Regions from separate parts of the Hordeum vulgare genome. Here region 1 is linked to region 2. A link is a contact called in public Hi-C data. All regions are on one chromosome and are shown on one strand. Each heading gives the region's core, a stretch centred on a gene start, on an enhancer-like site or on the middle of the called end of the contact. The rest is flanking DNA. Distances are from core to core; before and after follow the strand shown.

Region 1 (4,014 bases), core at 1,212-3,711, 300 kb after region 2:
ACTTGCTTATGGACGTGATGCCTATATATATGATCATTGCCATGAATAAATACTGCATAACTATGCGCTTTTCTATCAATTGCCCAATAGTAATTTGTTTACCCACTGTATGCTTTCTGCGAGAGAAAAGCCTCTAGCGAAAACTATGCCTCCGGGTCTTTGCAAATATATTTCAAACAACAAAATATTGCTAATTTTTATTTAATGTTATTTTATTTTATATTTATATTATCTATCTATCACTACTTATCACTTACAAGTAACGAGTTCAAGGGGATTGACAACTCTCTTGCCCGCGTTGGGTGCAAGTGCATGCTCTTTTGTGTGTAGGCATTAAAGACGGGCATTTGCGTGGTCCTCCTATTAGTTCGATAGCCTTGGTTCTTACTGAGAGAAATACTTATCTCTACTGTGCTGCATCTCCTCTCCTCTTCTGGGAAAATCACAACACAATTTACAAGTAGTAGTATCATACACGCTTTACAATCATGAAATGTTTTGTGATGTGGCGTGCATCATAAATGTTACATCATAGAATAGCACGTGTAATGGTAATGCGACCTCACACGAGTAGCAAGGATGGAGCATTTGAGAAATATGATACATCACAAACGGTTTATTGATGACTCTCGCCTGTGATAGAGACGAACATCGCATAAACTTAGTTGTTTCAAACGTTTGCATTCTTGCTCCACATCACAGTTTTTTTTGTGTCGTATGGGATGCCCCTCTATCGCACACACAAGCAAGGCGACAATTTAGACCTCCATGATGGAAAGGGGATAAAAACCGTTTGTATAGGACGTCGTTGCACTGGTGGTAGCTCGAGGTGGTCAATACATTATGTGTATCTTTTTAGCAACCATAAACCATAAAAAGGAAAACATGTTTTTTATCTATGGGAACGAAATACCTTTATTCATAATCTATACTAGATGAGTAGTTGTGCTATTGATGTAAAGACCGACCGCACCTAGGGAGTTAAGCAAGCCATGCGGGACATGTATAAGGAATGTTCCTTCGATGAATCACCCGAGGGGTGTTCTCATGACTAAGAATACATATGGGGCTAGCTATTTGCAGGATGTATTTTCTGAATTGTGTGCAAGTGGCTATTCATGTTGTGTTTGTGCCTCCTACGTATTTACGACAAACAATTATAATCATTGCCAATGCCTTTCTTTGGCGACGCATAAGCCATTTGATTGAAAAGGTGGATTGACTATAAGTTTTATTTTTTTCATACCCGAGACGGGTTGATAGAACCCTATTGCACCTTCCATGACAAATGCTATGAACCATGAGAACTGGGAAGCCCCACCCGGAATCACATGAGCAGAAGGAAACTAGGCGAACTGATTAAACAATTGACGGGCTTCCTGACATAGTATCGGGCTTCCCGTCAATGAGCCATCCCCGGTATATTGTACCATGAAGATCTCTCAGATATATAGTTGAAGGATCAATTTTGTTTCTAGCAAAAGAAGAAGGGTTAGGTTTTCTAGAAATCCATGAAATTTTATTCGTACGTATAACCATTATATGTACATTTTTTAGATGTAACATTCATAAAGATGCAAAGTAACTCATATGACTAATAATTATAATAATATATTTTGGAGACTTCTGCTCCATGGTATTGATCTCTGCAAGACAAAATGCCTCCAAGACTTGAGTAAAGAGATTGTAATTAGACCGAGGCATCGATACGTCCTCTTGTTCACCCACACGAACATGATTACCAATAAAGGTTTCTAAAAGCCCCTTGAGTGGCAATCCAAAAAGATGGAAAGTCTTGAGCGATGAACGTACTTGAGTCAGGGATGACCCCCCTAGAGTGCAAGCCCTCGAATGACTATATCTTCACCATAATGTTAAAGAAAAGTTCTAATTCCATAAAGAATCAAACCAACAAAAGCAACAAGACACAATAATATAAACTCATCAGATCTGAACAAACCTCCTGGGCACCATCACAAAAGGAACCAGAGTAACTTCATTTGCAAAAAAAACACCATGTCAACCACGAGAAACTAACGGAAGTCATGAAATTTCTAAAGATGTGAGGTCCCTTTACCTCTTAGCGCCAAGATGGTAGCTGGAGGCGAGGGGCCAAAAGTATCTCCAGCAACGACATCTGTTCTCCACACGAACCCTATGCGATCAAGCGAGCAACCCCGGTAGAGGGATTAGTTTTATTTTTAGGGAAAATACATAAAAAAGGTAGAAGAAATAAAAATCTCCTCGCCATATGGCCCATGGACAAATTGAGACATGAGAGAGTCTAAGCCTATTAGCCTTTTCTTTGGGAATAAGGCATATTAGGACTTTTTGAGGAGTACAGCCCATCAGAATTTTAGGTGACTAGGCCTATCATTCTTTTGTGGGAGCACTAGCAACCGCCCGGCCCAATCTGCTACCTCCCGGTCGCCTATAAAATCATAAACCCTAACGTCTTCGTGCTCCCCCCTCCGCCGCCGCCACCCACGACCAACACCGGAGCCGGAGGAAGAGAGGAAGGGAGAAGCCAACAGGTAACGATGGTGTCCGGCTCCGGTGTGTCCGCGCGTCGCGTGGTGGTGGATGCGCGCCACCACATGCTGGGACGCCTTGCGTCGATCGTGGCCAAGGAGCTGCTCAACGGGCAGCGCGTGGTGGTGGTTCGGTGCGAGGAGATGTGCATCTCCGGCGGGCTGGTCCGTCAGAAGATGAAGTACCTCCGCTTCCTCCGCAAGCGGATGAACACCAAGCCGTCGCACGGTCCCATCCACTTCCGCGCCCCCTCGAAAATTTTCTGGCGCACCGTGCGCGGCATGATCCCGCACAAGACGCCCCGCGGCGAGGCTGCGCTCGCCAGGCTGAAGGCGTTCGAGGGCGTCCCGCCGCCTTATGATCGCACCAAGCGTATGGTCATCCCCGACGCGCTCAAGTACGCGCCTTATCTTTCTCGCTTGCTCCTCTAATGGCGAATTTAATTAGTTATGTGGTGATGATCTTTGTGTGACTTATTGTTGGATAGGGTTCTGAGGCTGCAGCCGGGTCATAAGTACTGCCTTCTCGGCGAGCTTTCCAAGGAGGTCGGGTGGAACTACCATGAAACTATCAAGGTACATTTTGTTACATCGATCACTCTGGTTGTCACCTCTGAACAAAATGATGATGATATTATGCATACATATGATGCTTTGATTCACAATGTTAGCTGTGGATGCCCTGTTGGTGTAGTTTGTAGGTATCAGCCCGATTTTTATAGGGAATTTGAGTTAACAGCTTCTCCCTGTGTGGCTAAGTCAAAATTAACTGTTGTTGAGCTGAAACACAGGTTAGGTTATTGGTGGCCACGAAATAAGATTTTTGATAGTGATAGGGTGAAATGATATTGTGTACGCCTATTTTACTGATTTTGACGAAAGGCAGTGTCCACGTTTCCTTTTGTGCTTAGCCTAGTAGATTCCATTAGCTGCCTTGTCAAGTGCATTGATAACTTTTGTTGTGCCATTTGAATTTGTTATTCTTTTATATTGCATTTGTGCAAATTTAGCATGACTGGGATGATGCAGAAACTCAGGACTGATGTCCATTGATTTTTCACAAAGATGATGCTCACAACCAGCTACTTCTGACTAGTCATGCTATTGTTTTTGACAGCACAAGCTATTTTAATTCGTCTTGTCCCCTTGTGTCCGATGTTAGACATGTTCTTTTTAGTCTGATTCCAATTGTTTTTTCTGATTAATCATGGCATTGGTCGCAACATATCCATGGAAAGATTCTCATGTTGTAACATTTGGCTGTGGCTATCATCATGTTCTTTTGTTGGTTTCTCTTGTGTCTAAATGATATGCCTATGATGTGATTTTAATATTTGCTACTCTTGATGGGTGCTCCCCAGTTGATGACCATAACCACCAAGATCTCTGAGGCTTCTCTAACAACCATGGATTCTCATTGTTATATAAAATTTGTTTGTTAGTTCGTTTCAATTATTTGAACTCAGAAATCAAATTATAAAAC
Region 2 (4,247 bases), core at 1,095-3,594:
GGCTTCGATCGAGCAATGTATCGCCGGCGTCAAGAGCAGCGCTGCTAGGCGGGAGGAGAAATCCGACGCGCGGTGGTCGACATTGATCTGCTTCTAAGAAGAGGAACACCAACCTAGAGTTCATGATGAGGGCAGACACGTCAACGATGGACAAGAAGGTGAAGACGTGGCACATAGTACAATGCGACCTCATCTTAAATCAGATGACAGCGCCGACGGCGACCATGACCACCACAACGGCGCCCACCCCGAACGCAGAGCGCACGCCGACCGCGAGCCCGACTACGCCGAAGACGAACAGCTCGGTCACGTCAATGACGGTGAGCCCGACTACGCCGACGCCGAGCCCGACCAGTCCCGCGACGCACCCCGCCTAGTCGGACGTGTGATCCTTTTTTTACCCTCCCCGTTGATCGCCGAACTATGGCACTGATCGCCGACTTGTGACATGATGATTGCCGAACTCGTGGCGTGTTTTTGGACAGCGGAAAAGAAAAAATTAAAAACATTGACGTCTGGAGATCGAAACATAGGGACGCGATCGGAAACTCGCTCGCCCCCAGGCCGAGAATAGCACCGGCGAAGCGTCAAAAAGGCTATCATCGAGGTACACTGGGAAGCAAACCGCTGAAAATGCTCTAAATACGAGTAGTCCGTATGTCCATGCTTATCAGCTCCTTATGTTAGGTCAATCCTCAAGCGTGGACGCAAGCAAATGTGGAGCAACTGCTGCTGCTGGTCCTCCACAGTTGAAACAGTTTGCAAAACTGAAAATGCCAATAACTAGTACTTCCTCCGTTCCTAAATATAAGGGCCTCTTTGATTCACAAGATTGCAAAAATGCTGGAATAGGAAAAACGTAGGTTTATAATGGCATGTCCATTGCATTCCTGTAGGAATTAAGTTTGTTTGATTGTATCGCAGGAAAAATAAAGGATTTTTTTCAAGAGGTTGGAGTGGATACTAGAATTTTTATGAAATATAATAAAAATGAATCCATAGGAAAAATTCCTACAGGATTTAATCCTGCGAATCAAATGACGAACACAGGAAATATTACGAAGGGTTTTAATACTTTAAAAATCCTATGAGAATCCTTTGAATCAAAGTGGACCTAAGTCTTTAAGCAATTCCACTAGGTGTCTACATACGGAGCAAAATGATTGAATGTATACTATAAAGTATGTCTATATACATCCGTATGTAATCCACTAGCGAAATCTGTATAAAGACTTATATTTAGGAACGGAGGGAGTATATTACTGTCTGTTTACGTGGCAGGGTACTTTGGTCATTTCATTCGGCCAAGAGTCCATGTCATCCGTCCCTTAATTTATTCAGCTTGCTGCAACTTGCTCAACAGTTTGTGTCTGAGTCTGAACCAAATGAAAAGAAGAAGCGGTCTGAATCTTTTGGAAGAATGATAGAAGGAGAAGGAAAAAAGAGAGGTCCAGATTAAAAGGAGAAGAAACGGCGTGTTGCAGACATAGAGGTAGTAGATGAGTGCAGAGTCAGAGCGTGCAATGCAAATGCAATGCATGCTTCAACGCCAAGAATTGCTGCTGGGTTTTGCAATCACGGATCCACACCATGAATGCGGTGTTGTTAGTTGGCCCTGCCCTGCACTGCACTCACATTGAATGCGTCCTTGACCCCAAGACGAAGCAGCTGATGGATCGTTCCATTTGCTGCACTAATTTTTGGACAAAGCACAGCTAATGGTTGCAGGAACACGCTGTCAGATTTAGTATCATCATCTTCTTCTTCTTCCTCACCCAACCCAACCGACGAGTAGTCCTACTCGGTTTGAAAGGAGACAAGTTTTTTACCCAACCCAACGAACAAACTCTTCACTTCCTCCATGGTCAGCCATGGTCGCTTGCAAAATGACAAACTGATGTTGACTTCCTTACATACACATACACATACGCATACGCATACACTGTGTGTGAGAGAGAGAGAGAGAGAGGAGATGGACAAGTGGACAAGCATCTCTGATGGTGGGTAGGGCTTGGAGCGGCACATGGGGTGCTGAGAAAGAGAACAAGGAACCCCCGCCCTCCTCTCGGCCCTATGCCCCGTGCCCACCCACATATCCTCGAGCTAGCTACAGGCCACGTCTCCCAATAGTTTTTTTTTTGAGGGAAGCGTCTCCTAATATAGTTAGTTAGTTGTGGGTAGTTTAGTTTATACACTGCCTGCAATGGAATGCCAGGTCCCAGTACAGTAGCAGCACTCCTCCTACCCAAGTTCACATGTACGTCAGTCCTCTTAACTGCATTTACCAGGACACTGATGTACTACAGTAGTACCCTACCCACATTCCGGTAAAACGAGTTAACAATGACATGTCAGTAGCGGAGCGAGGCCTTCTTCTCTTCTTCTCTCCAGCCCCTCCTCCCCATTCTCATCCTCACAGCTCTTCCAGTCCCAGTCAGTCATAGAGGAGAGGAGCAGCAAAACAGGACGACCACCCTTCTTGCAACCCACACCAGACTTCCCCTCCATCATCTACCTCCAGTCCCAGAGCGGTGAGGGCGGCTACGTCCCTCACGCTCACCGCTCAGCCTCCTCACAAGATCTCCTCCTTCTGTCCCTCTGGGCTGGGCTGGGCTGCCTCCACGATTGAGCTACGGCACTGCTGAGATGTTCTTCTTCTTTAGCTGGTAGCTGCTTGGTTTGGTTCGCTTTGCTACTCCTCCTCCCTGCATTCTTGGGTGGAAGGGGGAGGAGGCGATGCCGGCCAAGTACCTGCTGGCCTTGGGAGAGGAGAGGCGGCCGGACCTGCACCGCCAGATCGGGTGCGTCACCGGGATCCTGCAGGCCTTCGACCGCCGCTACCCCATCGCCGCCCAACACTCCCACAAGAGGCTGCTCCCCCCAGGTTGCTTGCTATCCTCTCCTTCCTTCCTTCCCGCCGCACCTGCTTCTGCTTGCTTGCTCCAAATATGCATGGATTCATTCCGTCTCACCAATTACGTTATTGGACGCACTAATCACATTTTTTGCTTATATATATGTTCGTATGCCATGCCACCGTCATAGATCAGAGCTCTGATTTTGGATGATAGATCAGGGATTTAATTTACTATCGTCCTGTTTTTTCGGCCTTCTTTCATTCCACATTGAATCGCTAGGTGCTGGTGGCAATTGCTGAGATCTACTGTAGCCTTTTTCCCCTTTTTCTGGGCGGGCCACCGAGATGCAGGAATTTAATTACGGAGTACCTTACCTACCTTGGTGTAGGATGGAGGCAGAGGGAAGTTTATTTCTGAAATGAAATCTTCAGTTCAGAATACCTTTTTTTATCTGTACCGGCGCTGATTACCCGGGAATTGGCCCCGGACGACCGACAAAATATGTCACTATGCCATGCAGGCATATTAGAACCCTACTACTTCCCATAATAAAATCTATCTGTAAATGTTGACATCAATGAAAATGATTCTTCAAATTGGAAGAGGATTCTTTTCACAAAAAAAGCTTATATTTGGACAACTAATGACACTGACAATTTTCTTTTTCTTCTTCTTGGGTGACAGTTCCTAGAAAAATGTAGTGTATATTTGGACAACAATGACAGTGACGTTTTTGCTTCTCTTCTTTTATAATGCAACAGTCTTGATTAACTTTCTCTCTTGCTCGTCCCATGTATTTTTCCGTAAGAAGCAATATTTTCCCCTTTCCTTTTTCTTTTTGAGAATCCAATGTTCTTGTTCAGGCTGGCTCACCATTGAAAAATGTTTCACTTACTAAAACAGGCAATGCACTGTCAAGCAGCCCGAGCGTAGGGGAAGAGCGCACAAGATACGGTCCCCAGATTGTTCTCGTGAGTCTCACTTGTCAGTGCACTCCTTCAGCATGCATGCACCGGCTTCCAGCCTTTCACAATTCGACTGACTTGCTGCAATCTGTATTCAGGACAAGAACTTCAGTAGAAGCTGGATTGAAAATCAAAGAGCATCGTCAACAATGGAGACTTCATCGTCATCATGTTCGTCGTTTTCCTCCCTTGATGGCAATAGGTCGACACAACAGGACCTATCGTCAACTGATCGGATGCTATTTCCGGAGAAACCATTCAAGTGCTCACCGAGGCTCAAGAGCTCGCCTGAGAGTGACAATGGACCAGACTACTTCCTGGATGATACCCTCACCAACACGCCCTCAGCTCAATCCAGCCACCGGACTCTTGGTATAAGAAATCTGGTAAAGGATTCGATTTATAGAGATACTCGTGATTTGTC

The links. Hi-C and Micro-C count contacts between places; a contact is called where the count stands out from the background.
Region 1: a Hi-C map of seedling shows a contact between it and region 2, with 6 times the contacts expected there. The contact joins the promoter of LOC123426360 here to the promoter of LOC123426359 in region 2. A contact is called at or near these places in 1 of 6 Hi-C or Micro-C datasets (seedling) and 1 of 1 datasets of contacts at active chromatin or transcription factors (embryo).

What each region holds. Positions count from the first base shown.
Region 1 is chr2H:381,921,317-381,925,330 of MorexV3_pseudomolecules_assembly, forward strand. LOC123426360 (60S ribosomal protein L13a-4-like) reads left to right here and starts at 2,462. Exons shown (of 3, transcript XM_045110171.1): 1 at 2,462-2,929; 2 at 3,020-3,107. The coding sequence starts at 2,541. LOC123433714 (a small nucleolar RNA gene) reads left to right here and starts at 3,546; the gene lies at 3,546-3,628. LOC123433685 (a small nucleolar RNA gene) reads left to right here and starts at 3,843; the gene lies at 3,843-3,925.
Region 2 is chr2H:381,624,497-381,628,743 of MorexV3_pseudomolecules_assembly, forward strand. LOC123426359 (protein LONGIFOLIA 1-like) reads left to right here and starts at 2,345. Exons shown (of 5, transcript XM_045110170.1): 1 at 2,345-2,884; 2 at 3,762-3,829; 3 at 3,922-4,247. The coding sequence starts at 2,737. It also overlaps the pseudogene LOC123427433.